Linked DNA regions of Sus scrofa: region 2 is linked to region 1. The links are chromatin contacts, called in public HiChIP or PLAC-seq maps. All regions are on one chromosome and are shown on one strand. The core of a region is the stretch at or near the end of the contact, and the rest is flanking DNA. Distances in the headings are between cores, read along the strand shown. Region 1 overlaps LDB3 (LIM domain-binding protein 3). Region 2 overlaps GLUD1 (glutamate dehydrogenase 1).

What was found. HiChIP or PLAC-seq counts read pairs in DNA pulled down with a chosen protein or histone mark.
Region 2: an H3K27ac HiChIP or PLAC-seq map of alveolar macrophages shows a contact between it and region 1. The contact joins two enhancer-like sites. A contact is called at or near these places in 1 of 47 Hi-C or Micro-C datasets (embryonic fibroblasts) and 1 of 2 datasets of contacts at active chromatin or transcription factors (alveolar macrophages).

What each region holds. Positions count from the first base shown.
Region 1 is chr14:87,699,548-87,702,397 of Sscrofa11.1, reverse strand. All of the region lies in intron 9 of LDB3 (LIM domain-binding protein 3), which reads right to left. Among named protein-coding and RNA genes, the nearest start is that of LDB3, 40 kb to the right of the region's middle. Within about 2 kb of position 1,492, at least 55 of the 83 cell types and tissues checked have an H3K27ac peak or open chromatin away from gene starts, as enhancers often do. A contact at or near this core is called in alveolar macrophages and embryonic fibroblasts, where this site is marked.
Region 2 is chr14:87,972,269-87,975,118 of Sscrofa11.1, reverse strand. It overlaps GLUD1 (glutamate dehydrogenase 1), which reads left to right. Exons shown (of 13, transcript NM_001244501.1): 10 at 169-292; 11 at 1,066-1,157. Among named protein-coding and RNA genes, the nearest start is that of GLUD1, 32 kb to the left of the region's middle. Within about 2 kb of position 1,383, at least 21 of the 83 cell types and tissues checked have an H3K27ac peak or open chromatin away from gene starts, as enhancers often do. A contact at or near this core is called in alveolar macrophages and embryonic fibroblasts, where this site is marked.

The DNA of each region.
Region 1 (2,850 bases), core at 243-2,742:
TCTGTGTCATCCAATACACAGCCCTACGTGGCTATTAAGCACCTGAAATGAAACTAGTCCTAATTAATATGGGCTGTAAATATAAAACACACACCAGAATTCAAAGATGGTACAAGAAAGGAAAATACCTCATTAATCATTTTTTTGTTTGTTTTTAAGGCTGCACTTGCAGCATATGGAAATTTCCCGGGCTAGGGGTTGAACTGGAACTGCAGTTGCCATCCTACACCACAGCCACAGCAATGCCAGATCCTTGATCCACTGAGTGAGGCCAGGGATCGAACCCACATCTTCATGGATACTAGTCGGGTTCTTAACCCACTGAGCCACAATGGGAACTCTGGTTTATTAAACTTCCCATTTCACTAATAATTTTATATTGTTTATACATTGAAATGGTATTTTGAATATACTGAGTTAGATAAAATACATTGCAATTAATTTCACCTGCTTCTTTTTACTTTTTTAAAAATGTAGCTACTAGAAAATGTATTGTCACTGGACAGTGCTGTCCTAATCAGGACAACGGTTACCAAGTACTGACTGCTTTCAAGTGCCAGGCCCTTGTATTATTTCAGGTAATATTCCATGCAATCCAATGAGGCAGATAGTATTTTCAAGTCATTTCACAGATGAGGAATTGAGGCTTGGAGAGCTTAGGTGACTCCCTCAAAGTTGTAGAGCTAGTGAACCATCTAGCTGAATCTGGAGCTCAGGCAGCAGGACTCAATTCCAGATTCCCTGCTTAACCACTCCCTAGGCAGCAAAACAGGCTTTAGCAAGCTCTTTCCACATCTGGCCCTTGCCCACTTTTCCAGCTTCCCTCCAGTAATACTAACCCTATTCTCTCTGCCTGGCAGCCATTCTCTTCCCTCCTCTGGGAAGACTTCCAGACTCCATGATCAACCCCCCCTTCTCTAAACCCCCACAGCACAAAGGTCTAAGCAGGTCAGAAGCATGCTGGTATCTGGGCCCCGGTGGGCTGCATCTTGGCCCCCAGGTAACTACTCCCCTAACCCCCTCCAGCTAAAGTCCTTTCCTTATTCGAGGAGGACCGGGCGGGCAGCTCCTCTCTGCCATAGCACCGCGTCCCAGGTGAGGATGGGGGCGCGGGGATACTGCTTCACAGCTCCAGCCCTTCACCTGGCTGGCCATACCATCCCCGACGTGCCCGGAGAGATCTGATATCCCATCTCAGAGCCCGGGGCTGTTGCTATTTCTGCTTGACGGAATGAAGCCCGTCCAAATTAGAAGGTGATATTTCATCTCTAATTGGCGAGTTCAAAAGGCCCCTATCACACTCGGCGGCTTAGGAATATGTAATTAAACAAGGTGATTTCTGACTCATTCCAGGTTGTGCCCGGCTCCCGAGAACAGCCGGCCCCCGCCTGGCCCGCGGGCCTACGTAGCCTCCTCCGGCCTGCGCCAGGCCCCTCCGCCCACAGCCCCCTCCCGAGCCCCAGGTGCTCCAGGGAGCGGCCGCCCAGCCTCGGCGCCGGCGATAAGATCCCACTGCGAACGCCACCCTCGGACCGGAGGAGCCCTCGCCGGGGCTGCGGCCCAGGCCGCACGCGGGCTCCCCGCCCTCTCCGGGGCCAGGAGCTGCAGAGGAGAACAGCGGAGGGGGCCCAAGTCCACGATCCCGGTTTCTCCCCGGGCCGCCTGCCAGCCTCCCCAGGACCCCATCCCCAGGAGAGGGATGCGGAGGAGGGGCGGAGGCAGGCCAGTTCCGGCGCGCGCCTGTCGGGCCACCTCCTTCCCTCTGGGCAAGAATGAGTTAACGTCTGCAAGGCCTGGGAACTCTGCAGAGGCCCGCAGCGCCGGGGCTCCGGCACGTCTCGCCGGCCTGGGCTCCATCCCCGGAAGGAGGAGAGGGGCGACCGACAGGCCAGAAGGTGCGCTCCCCTGGTGCCGTGCCGCCCCCTGGCGGGCCTGCGAAGGAGAGCCGGCGGCGGAGGCGGCGGCGCCGAAGCTGGGGACCCGCCCCGGAAGATGCCCAGAAGGACCCGCCTGGCCCCGAAGCCCAGGCCGGGGCGGAAATCCCCTCCCTGCACCCGGAATCCCTACTCCACCCGCCGCCGCTGCTCATCCAAACTCCTTTACACACTCCCTCCTGTGCTCCCCATCTCCGCAGGGCAGCTGCTTCCTCCAGCGCCATATGGGATTTTTTTTTTTTTTTTTTTAAACCACTTCAGCCCTCTGCAAATTGCTCCCTAAGCCTGTGCATTTTTAACCTCAGAACTTTGTGTCCCTGGCTCTGAAGGGTCAGAGAACGCACCTCCTGTGTGCCAAACACTGTGCTGGGTGCTTCATTTCATCCTTAGAGCACCAAGTGTACATAATACCATGCCTATTTTTCAAATGAGGACATTCAGGCACCAAAGAGATGAAGTACTTTGCCCTAGATAGCAGAGGGGGCCCTGGCATAGTCTGATGCCAAAGCCGCTCCTACCATTCCTTCTCTACATTGCTGTCAGAGTGCATTTTGTAAAATAAAGGGCTGATCATGGTTTCTCTGCCCTACACATAAAGTCAGCTCCCTAAAGCAAGGCCCTTCCCGCCTCAGTTCCTGTCTTATCACCCCTTAGGTTCATGGAGCAGGGTTGCAAGCCAGCCTGAGAATTGCCCTCAAGCTCTGGGAAGAGGCCAGACTTTACCTAGAAAAAGGGGGACAAAGGCTGAGCTTTCCTGCTTGCAGTGATGAGAAAAGACCAGAGCAATGGGACAGTCAGCCAGCAAGGCCAGCCACGGGCAGACCCAGTGCAGGCCACTCTCTTGCCTGTCATGTGTGTTCTCTATGCCTTGAGTTAGCCTGTCCCAGCTGAGGAAACCAAAGACCAGACAGGTGGG
Region 2 (2,850 bases), core at 134-2,633, 270 kb before region 1:
ATGATGGATCCTTAACCCACTGAGCAAGACCAGGGATCAAACCTTCATCCTCATGGATGCTATTCAGATTTGTTTCCCCTGAGCCATGGCAGGAACTCCTCTCATTGCAAGGTTTTATTAAAATCATTGTCTCATTTCTTTGGTGTTTTCCTGTCACTTCGTGTATAGGATCTCTACTTGAATGCTGGAGGAGTGACAGTATCTTACTTTGAGTGGCTGAAGAATCTAAATCATGTCAGCTACGGCCGTTTGACCTTCAAATATGAAAGGGATTCCAACTACCACTTGCTCAGTAAGTTCTGATTATCTTGTTCTCCAAAGATAATCTTTTGGGCCATCTAAAAAGTTGGGGAAAATCTGAATATAATAAAAGGACTAATTAAACTCACAGAGAATTTAATCTTAGAACAGAAAACTATTTTTTGGTCTTGGGAGTCTTAGACCAAAAATATACAGTTTCTTAATACGTATTCAAATATTCATCCTCTTGAATATATTTATATTAAAATGTTTATGTTCTAGGGGCATTACCTTATAAAGCAGCTGTAAATTAGTAGTATAAAGAGTATCATTTTAAACCAGGAACTCCCATTGATACTTATCCATTTCTATCTTACGTTGCTCTTAGTAAAGGCCTGTCAAGAATTTTTTGAGTCTTTTGATGAGAATACTGCTTGTCTTTGGCTAGAGTAGGCTCCAGAGTTAACACTAGAATGATCCTCAAGCTGAAATAAGACCAAGACCTCCAGCTGAGCTTTACTGAGCCCACTCTGAGAATCTGGGTGAAGTGTTCCCATCGATTTCCGTTCCTTTTTCCCTGAGCATTTTCTTTTTTAAAGAGCCAAGGAAAAGCCCTGGTAATGGGTGTTATGGAAACAGAGCAGTGACCTAAATTCACATTTATATAGGAATTTGGCAACGTGCTTTATTCCTTTTTAGCTTGAGTTTTAAATGATTAACCCTCTTATGACATTAATGTTAAAGGTTTCTAAAACTACTTGTTTTGGGGTTGTGGATATAGTTTGGGACCACTTTTGGTGTTATGTCATTTTTGGCTTTTTATAGTGTCTGTTCAGGAGAGTTTGGAAAGAAAATTTGGAAAGCACGGTGGAACCATTCCCATTGTACCCACAGCAGAGTTCCAAGACAGGATATCGGTGAGTGTGCTTGTGACAGAGTCACATTTTACACACCCAGCCTGCTCTCTCTTCTTTAGATCAGGCCGGGTAGATTAATTGGAATTGAGGAGTGGTAGTCAACATGACAGTAATTGTATGACTTGTGTGCTTGTGTGTGCTTTTGACCTTCCTCTTTCACTCTGTTCTAAAAATGGGCTAAGAATCTTAGTTTGAAGTAAATGATTAACAGTTCTCCTTTTGATACTTTTGCAATGCAGATGACTCAACAAGTTATTCTAACATAATTGTGGAGAATTACTGTAGATTGTAACTCTTAAGAGGCTTTAGAGAAGTAAAATTGGACAGTGAACTCTAGATTGAACTATCTAAAAAAATGAAATTGCTGTATTTACATGAAGAGTTAAAGAAAACAGATTAGACAGACAATAAAATCCTACTGTTTAACCTTGCCATTAAAGAAATACAAATTAAAATAAGATTTCTGTAATGTATTAAGCTAGCAAAGACAGTGGATCTTATACTCACCACATCTGTGGTGAAACAGTTGTAGCTTTATCCTGATGACAGTGCAGAAGTGTGTTCCTGCCCTTTGACACTGTAATAACATCCTCTCTGGTAATGTATCCTAAGAAAACAATTCAACATGGGAAAAAGTTTTAAGAGTTTTGTTTGGAAGGAGAAAAGATTCTTTCTCTGCTCTCGGTATTCACTGCTCCCTCAAAGAACCTTCCGCTTACCCAGTATGAGGTGTCTCTTGGTTCTGGTCCCTCTGGCCCACTCCCTGCTTAAGTATCTGCATCTCTGTGGCTTTCCTCAAAGGGCCTCACTGTGTGTTAGCATTTCATTCATCTTCCCATCATGTAACTTATAGGACCTGCTACTGTTCTGTGTTCTAGATGGGCTTCTTGCTCCTCCCTGTGGTCACCCAGTGTCCCAGCAAGTGCCTGCCGCATAGCAGTGAAATTCCTAGGTTGGGAATTAAGAGGACAGCAATGATAGCTTTCATTTTTATCCTTTTTTAAAATAATCTTCACCTAATGTATTAGTATCCTGATTTTCAAAGGCTTTCAGTACTTAAATTTTAGGCTTTAATGTTATTTCTTTTATTGATAATAAGTAAGAGTCTTATATAATAATTGTCAGTTGAAAAACAAGTTTTTTCTTTCAGCTCCTTTACTTTAGTTTCCCCCTCCCCAGCCATGCTCTGGCCCTGCCGGGATCTACATCATTGACCTGATCACCTTTCACTGTCCCTCATCACCTCTGTCTTCACGTAAACTTGATTCGCCATCACTGTCACTTCCTGGACTTGTTTTGCCTCATCACACCCCCTTGTTAACACCTGAGCCCTGGTGGAATCCAGCTCTCTTTCCCTTCTGTGCCTGTTCACCTGTAGCAAGAGGCCTGCTGATTCTTTCACCTCTGACCATTAACTTCAAGTAGGCTCTCAGCTCCCAACAATTTAACTGCTTTTCCCTGTTCGCTTCATTTTCTCATTCTCCTGGTTATATCGTATTTTCTCCTTTTCTCTCACCCCTGCACCCAAGTTGATGACCTGCTTTCAGTTCACAGAGAAAAGTGAAAGTTCCCTGCCTGCTCCACATCTACCCAGCTCCTGCTATCTGTACCCTGTCTTGTGTCTTCTCTCTTGTTATAGAGCAGCTCTGTGCTTCCATCTAAACCTCAGTCTTATTCTAGGCATTGAATGGCC